Regions from separate parts of the Pan troglodytes genome. Here region 2 is linked to region 1. A link is a contact called in public HiChIP or PLAC-seq data. All regions are on one chromosome and are shown on one strand. Each heading gives the region's core, a stretch centred on a gene start, on an enhancer-like site or on the middle of the called end of the contact. The rest is flanking DNA. Distances are from core to core; before and after follow the strand shown.

Evidence for each region. HiChIP or PLAC-seq counts read pairs in DNA pulled down with a chosen protein or histone mark.
Region 2: an H3K4me3 HiChIP or PLAC-seq map of stem cell-derived excitatory neurons shows a contact between it and region 1, with 4 times the contacts expected there. The contact joins two enhancer-like sites. A contact is called at or near these places in 1 of 7 Hi-C or Micro-C datasets (induced pluripotent stem cells) and 1 of 1 datasets of contacts at active chromatin or transcription factors (stem cell-derived excitatory neurons).

What each region holds. Positions count from the first base shown.
Region 1 is chr7:88,884,002-88,887,427 of NHGRI_mPanTro3-v2.0_pri, forward strand. No RefSeq gene overlaps it. Among named protein-coding and RNA genes, the nearest start is that of TPD52, 210 kb to the left of the region's middle. Within about 2 kb of position 2,135, at least 10 of the 24 cell types and tissues checked have an H3K27ac peak or open chromatin away from gene starts, as enhancers often do. A contact at or near this core is called in stem cell-derived excitatory neurons, where this site is marked.
Region 2 is chr7:89,222,304-89,225,697 of NHGRI_mPanTro3-v2.0_pri, forward strand. No RefSeq gene overlaps it. Among named protein-coding and RNA genes, the nearest start is that of ZBTB10, 94 kb to the left of the region's middle. Within about 2 kb of position 1,313, at least 18 of the 24 cell types and tissues checked have an H3K27ac peak or open chromatin away from gene starts, as enhancers often do. A contact at or near this core is called in stem cell-derived excitatory neurons, where this site is marked.

The DNA of each region.
Region 1 (3,426 bases), core at 885-3,384:
TGGGATCCCTGGCTAACACAGCTGAGTGAGACACTGAGGGAAGTAGCAACCCACCCTCCCATCTTGAGGAAATGTTGCTTTATGGTGCACGAGTGGTGGTGGCTGCAGTGGAGCAGGAGGCTTAGCCTGAGCATCATTCCATTTTGCCAGATTTCAGTAGCCGCATCAGAGCTCTGGTTTCAGTAACCATGGTGTCAGCTGTGGGACTCTGGAGGCATCCAGCACGAGGAGTGTAGACTCTTCCAGCCTCAGTTCCGGCTTCTGTAAGTGAGGTAAGTGTATCCGGGGCTACCCCTTCGGATATACATGTGCATTCCTGGCACTCAGGTTCATAGCAGGGGAGTGGCCTCTGTCAAGGGTGAAGAAGCCCATCAAGGAAGATGGGACATCATGTGGAATGACATCATTTATACCCCAAGCAAAGGAAGCAGGATGTGTGGATAACATATATATATATATAAATATAAAATATTACATTACAATATAACATAATCAGTGTAATAACAAATATGTATAGGACACTGTGGGTGGACCTAATGAAGGCCCTGTGTACAACTAACCAAGTTGACACTGCACATCTCCAAGCCACAGAACTGTGCAGTGTCTAAGGTGGCCCTGTACCTAACCAGTTATATGTTATTAGCCCCATGTTAAGAGGCAGTGGCATATTGTAGTGGACACTATGCACATTTAAAAGTATCTGCTGTGTGATCTTGGGCAAATTCTAATTGACGTTCTGTAAAATGGGAATATTACCTATTTTAATGTATTGTCGCATTGTGATAATACATGCAATGGCTTACCCAGCACTATTTCAGATACATAGTAAATGATTTTTTAAAATGTTAGCAGATGTATTTAAGCACAGGGAAACAAACCCAGAAAGAATGATTTGACCACATCAAAACCAATGACAAAAGTGAAGCCCGAGCCTGAATCTTCTGATTTTCTATCCACCAGTGGGTTTTCTCCCAAGGAAGCAATTCCCAAGACAAGAATTGTTTGAGAAAACTGCAACTGGATTTGCCTGTACATGCAGCAGTAAACTTCAGTGAGCACCTGACCCTATTTTCAGGAGCAGCAGAAAGGCACATTTACTCCACACAGGTAAGAAGTGGTTTTCCTCCTCTGTAGCCCTCCTTTCCCCGGCCTTCCATTGGAGATCGGAAAGTCTTAGGAAAATGAGAGAGTATGGGTCACTATTTTCTATTTTCAAGTTTTCAGATCTTTAATCTGCAAATTTAGGTGATCCCAGCTCCGGAAAGAGCATCACACTTTTATTTATTTATTTATTTATTTTTTTGAGACAGAGCCTCACTCTGTCGCCTGGGCTGGAGTGGAATGGCACAATCTCGGCTCACTGCAACCTCGACCTCCCGGGTTCAAGTAATTCTCCTGCTCCAGCCTCCTGAGTAGCAGGGACCACAGTACAGGCAGCGCCACCACGCCTGGCTAATTTTTGTATTTTTAGTAGAGACGGGGTTTTGCCATGTTGGCCAGGCTGGTCTCCTGACCTCAAGCTATCTGCCCACCTCGGCCTCCCAAAGTTCTGAGATTACAGCATGAGCCACCACGCTGGCCACTTTTGACTTTTTTGACCAGCAAGCTTCCATCTGGAGCCTAGGCTCTCTTCTTTAGGTGCCCACAGCCCCAGGGGTGCACAGGCTGCTGAGCAGCTGCGGGCCCGCGGGGCTGGGAGCCCACCAGGGCTGCGTGTCCTGTGTGGCGCACAGTCCCAGTCATCCTAGGAGGCAGCCCTGAGTTCACACCTTCTCGTTCCTCTTTGTCAGAGCTCGGTTAGTGAGTGGGACACTAAAATAGCACTGCAAACATAATGAGAAAATGAAAACTGAGTTTACCAGAACTGCTTTCAGAGAAAGAGCTGGAAGCGTTGGAGGGAATTCTTTGATAAGCTGCTTTGAGATGTGGTGGTGGGGGTGATACTCTCATGGGGGCAAACCTAATCTGTAACAGCAAAAGATCACCAAGCTGCCTTCCAAAAATGTCCCTGGATTGCAAGGCTGTGTTTTCCCAAGAGAATGGAAATTTGCCTTCAAAGGAGAGTTTGGTCACTGTCCCCAGGGAGGCTTCTTCGCAGTCTTTGAACATTCGGCAGGAAACCTATCAGTGTCCGGGTGGCTACCTATTAACCCGCCCTGATTATTAACTGTGCCCAGGTCGAGACAGCATCAGGGTTGTGGTTCTACCAGGCCGTCTCTTTGCAGTCCTCGGCTTCTGTCAAAGTTGAACGCCATCCACCTCCCTTTTGGTTCCAGCCACAGAGGCGTGCCTTCCACAGAGGCGTGCTCCGCAGCGCCGCCCTCCAGCACTCCGCGCATCGGCCCAGGGTGCTGCCTGGCTCCCAGGCGCCGCCCTGCGGCCCCGCGCGTCCGCCTTTCCCTTCAGCCAGCCCCTGTGCTTCCCAGGACTCTGTTCTGGGCTCTGTCCTCCGCCCAGGATTGAGAGTCAGGGAATACAGAGAGTCTCTAGCCACTGTTGTTGGAGAGACCGACAAGGAGATGTCTCAAATGCCTTCGGGTTCTCTTCCCTTTTTTCTTCCACCACGGTTGCAGGCTGAGAGAGAGTCTCAATGACAAGAATATTATGATTCAAGGGAAGCTTCAGTCAAGGGTAGGGAGGAAATACAGCAGAACACTGGAGAGAAAAAGAAATAATCTGGCATTAAAAATCAAGTTGCTTTTTGTTTGTTTGTTTGTTTGTTTTGAGACAGGGTCTCACTTTTGTTGCCCAGGCTGATCATGGCCCATTGCAGCCTCAACCTCCCAGGCACAAGCGATCCTCCCATCACAGCCTCCTGAGCAGCTGGGACCAAAGGTGTGCACCACCAGGCCTAGCTAGTTTTAAAAAATATTTGTGGAGATGAAGTCTCACTATATTGCCCAGGCTGGTCTCTAATTCCCTGCCTCAAGCAGTCCTACCACCTCACCTTCCCAAAGTGCTGGTATTACAGACATGAGCGACTGTGCCTGACCAAAAGTCAACATTAAACAACAAATCTTGGCCAGGCACAGTGGCTCATGCCTGTAATCCCAGCACTTTGGGAGGCCGAAGTGGGCAGATCACTTGAGGTCAGGAGTTGGAGACCAGCCTAGCCAACATGGTGAAACCCCGCCTCTACTAAAAATACAAAAATTAGCTGGGTGTGGTGGCACATGCCTGTAATCCCAGCTGAGGCATTAGAATCGCTTGAACCTGGGAGGCAGAGGTTGCAGTGAACCAAGATCTCACCACTTTTATCCAGCCTTGGCAACAGTGAGACTCTGTCTCAAAACAAACAAACAAACAAACAAACAACAACAAAAAAAAAACAAATGTCCACAAGATTGCAGGATCCCTTCCAAGGATCACACTTATTGTGAGGGTAGTGGGCATAGGGACTTGGCTGGAAAGAATGAAAAACAGAGA
Region 2 (3,394 bases), core at 63-2,562, 340 kb after region 1:
CTTCCAAAAGTTTATTTTTTTCTCTTTGCTTTTTATAATGGTTTTTAAAATAAAATATACAGCACTTATCTATAGATTTTCTCTGGAAATACTCATGTCTGAAATAAGCTTTTTTTCCACACCTTTAACACCACGTCATAAGAGCTATTCAAAAATGCCTTTCTGAATGTAATTGTTGTCCATTTCTGTGGCAAACTCTATGAGAGCAAGGATCGCGTCCGGTTCGCCAGCTTTGTGAAATATCTTGTGCAAGCTGACGCTTAGCAAACAGTACTTAAGAATGATGATCTGTTTGTGACTCGGCTTCTCCCAAAAATTTTCAGCTGGTTATCAGAAAACATTGTTTAAAATTCCAAGCTTAGCATTAGTAATATGTTTTCTCCACGAGGTCCCTGATTTGGGGTGAGGGGTGGACTGAAAATGAAAACCCACATCACCTTTCTAATAGTTGTGTAACGGAAAATATTCTCTGGTGAAAACACTCCAGGCGAAAGCAAGCCTTAGCTCGGAATTCCCTCCGCGGCCGGCGCCTCCCCTCCGGGGGCCTGGCTCGCAGCCCGTGGGGACGAGGGTCTGCACGTCCCCGGGGGACTGAGGGCTGCTCTGGGTGAGGATGGGAAGGCGGGTGCCGCTTCCGAGGGCTCCTCTCGCCAAGGGAGAGAGCCCTAGGCCCGTTCCCGGGGCGCTGCTCTTCCCGGGCTGGGGTGGGCTGCAGCGGCGGCAGGACCTCGCCCCCTCCCGGCCGCCCGCACCCCCGCGCCTCCTCCTAGGGCCCGGTGTCCCACGGGCCTGCCGCGGTCCCCGCCCTCTCCGGCTCCCGCGACTCCCTCCCCCAGGCAGCTGGGGCAGGAATTCGGCTGGAGAATCTGGCCCGGGCACCCGGCCCTGGAGGGCTGGACTGGTTCGCCCGGGGCCGCGCCCTCATCCCCGCTCCTACCCGGCTCCCCGTCCCGCGCTCCTCCCAGCTCTGGCTCCCCCACTCCTTCCCCTCTCCCGCCGGCGCTCCCCGCCTCTGCTCCTCCCGCTCCCCCTCCCGCGCTCCTTCTCCCTGCCCCCCATCCACGCCGCCGCCCCTGGTCTTTCTTCCAGCCCCAGCTCCTCCCCTGCGCCCCTTCTCCCTGCTCCCCTTCTCCCTGCTCCCCTCCTCGCCCTTCCTCCCCTGTTCTCCTTCTCCTCTGCTCCCCTCCTCCCCTCCTCCCCTCCTCCCCTCCTCCCCTCCTCCCCTCCTCCCCTTCTCCCCTCCTCCCCCGCTCCTCTTCCCCGTTTGCGGAGCTCCCACGCTGTTGCTATGGAGGCGCCCGCGGCTGTTCGCGGCCAGGCGGGAGCTGCCCTGGGGCCCCGGGGACGAAGCAGGGACTCTGCCCAAGGCTCGGGCGCCTCGCCCCACTGGGGCCCAGGAACAAAGCGCGCCCTCCCCCACCCCGGGAGTGCGCTGTGAGACCCTCAGGCGTCCCGGGCCCCGAGGCTTAAGACCACCGCGAATCTGCTCGCCCCCAACCTCTGTGGGCAGGACCCCTGGGGCCGGGGTGACAGCTGCGCTCTACCGCGCTACCTTCCTGGCCCCCCGAAGATCACTCCCGCTCACCCCATCCCGGAGGTGTCACTGGGGCCGGGGGACGGCCAGATGGCCCCATTTAACAGGACTATCCGTTTTGTTGGGGGCCGAAGCAGCGTCCAGGCCAATTTACATAGAAAAATGGGGTTTGTGTCCCCAATTCAGTGCAGTGCCCCGACAGCTGGTGGCTCTGTCATCATGTCAGGACCCCACAGCATGATGTTTAAAGTGGCTTTATCTGTGCAGATGTGTGAGTGTGAATAGCAATTGATTGGGAACCAGTAGCTACTAGGTCTGGCTTGGAGATATTAAGCGTTCACAGAGGAAATTTTATCAGCCCGGTCACCGAATAAGAGCCTAGACGGGAAAAGGCCTGCTGAAGACTTCTGATGCTCTCCTGCAGACCTTTTAGCTTATCATTTTATTCAGAAGTCTAAAAAGCCAAATTGTTTGGGTCTGAGGAGGGCTTTGAAATCCTTAACTATTTACAGCTTGGTCGTTGCTTGTAAAAGTTGTGAGGCTGAACATAAAAACGGTTTAAGGAGGACTGCTAAGACTTAAAAAAAATGATGAAAGATCTAATCTAATTCATTTTATTGAACTACTTTGACTCAGTTGGTTTGTGTCCAGAACGATAGCCTGTAATAGCCTGAAAGTTATCATTTGTTTAGTTTGGAATCAGTAGCTTAAACATGTGTACTTAAATTGCAGCATGTTAGAACAGGGAGTAACTTTCTTATTTTATTAGTGAAGAATTTGAGGCTCAGAGAAGTTAAGTGATTTTCCCAAGATCACACAACTCTGTGAAATATGATCTAAATTGTTCAAATCCATACAGGACAAAGGAAGAGGACATTTGAAAAGACAGTAGTTTTAGAAGCCCTTGAAAATACCTCCATCAAGAAGCTCTGGATCTGCAAGGGGTGGGGGCTTTTGAATTAAAAAAAAAAAAAGAAAGAAAAGCAGCAGCTACTCTTGCACCTTTCCCCCAGTACGCTGGAGCCACCAACAGGTAACTGCCTAGAAGACAAGGGATCCAGAGGAATTTTTTTCCTGCACCTTTATACATTCATCATCTTTGACTGAGACTGTATTGGAAACAATTCTAGCCACTAAAATTTTCTGGAACTGTGCTCTGGGACTAGTGACTTTGTTTCCACAGAAGCCATCATTTTGTAACAAAGATGGAAAGTATAATATATGTTTAGGATTTGCAGGAAATGGGAAATTGAAGCTGGGCTGGGACTTTCTTAGTCCCCATTTTTAGGTAGGAGGATATAAGGACTATTATGGAACCTGCATTCACATTACCAGAGGGTAGAGTAGTTAATTTGGAGAGGCTTTTTTTGTTTGTTTTTAGACAGGGTCTCACTCTGTCACCCAGGCTGGAGTGCAATGGTACGATCATAACTCCTTACAGCCTTGAATTCCTGGGCTCAAGTGATCCTCATGCCTCAGCCTCCCAAGTAGCTGGGACTACAGGTTCTCACCACCACACTGGCTTACTTGGGAAGGGATTGGAGCTCCCCAGAACAACAGCATTACCTACCTTTATAATAATTTAAAATAATCTTTGAAAGATGGTCTTTTTCTTTTTCTTTCTTTTTTTTTTGAGACGGAGTCTCGCTCTGTCACCCAGGCTGGAGTGCAGTGGCACAATCTCGGCTCACTGCAAGCTCCGCCTCCTGGGTTCACGCCATTCTCCTGCCTCAGCTTCCCGAGTAGCTGGGACTACAGGCGCCCGCCACCACACCCGGCTAATTTTTTGTATTGTTAGTAGAGACGGGGTTTCACTGTGTTAGCCAGGATGGTCTCGATCTCCTGACCTCGTGATCTGCC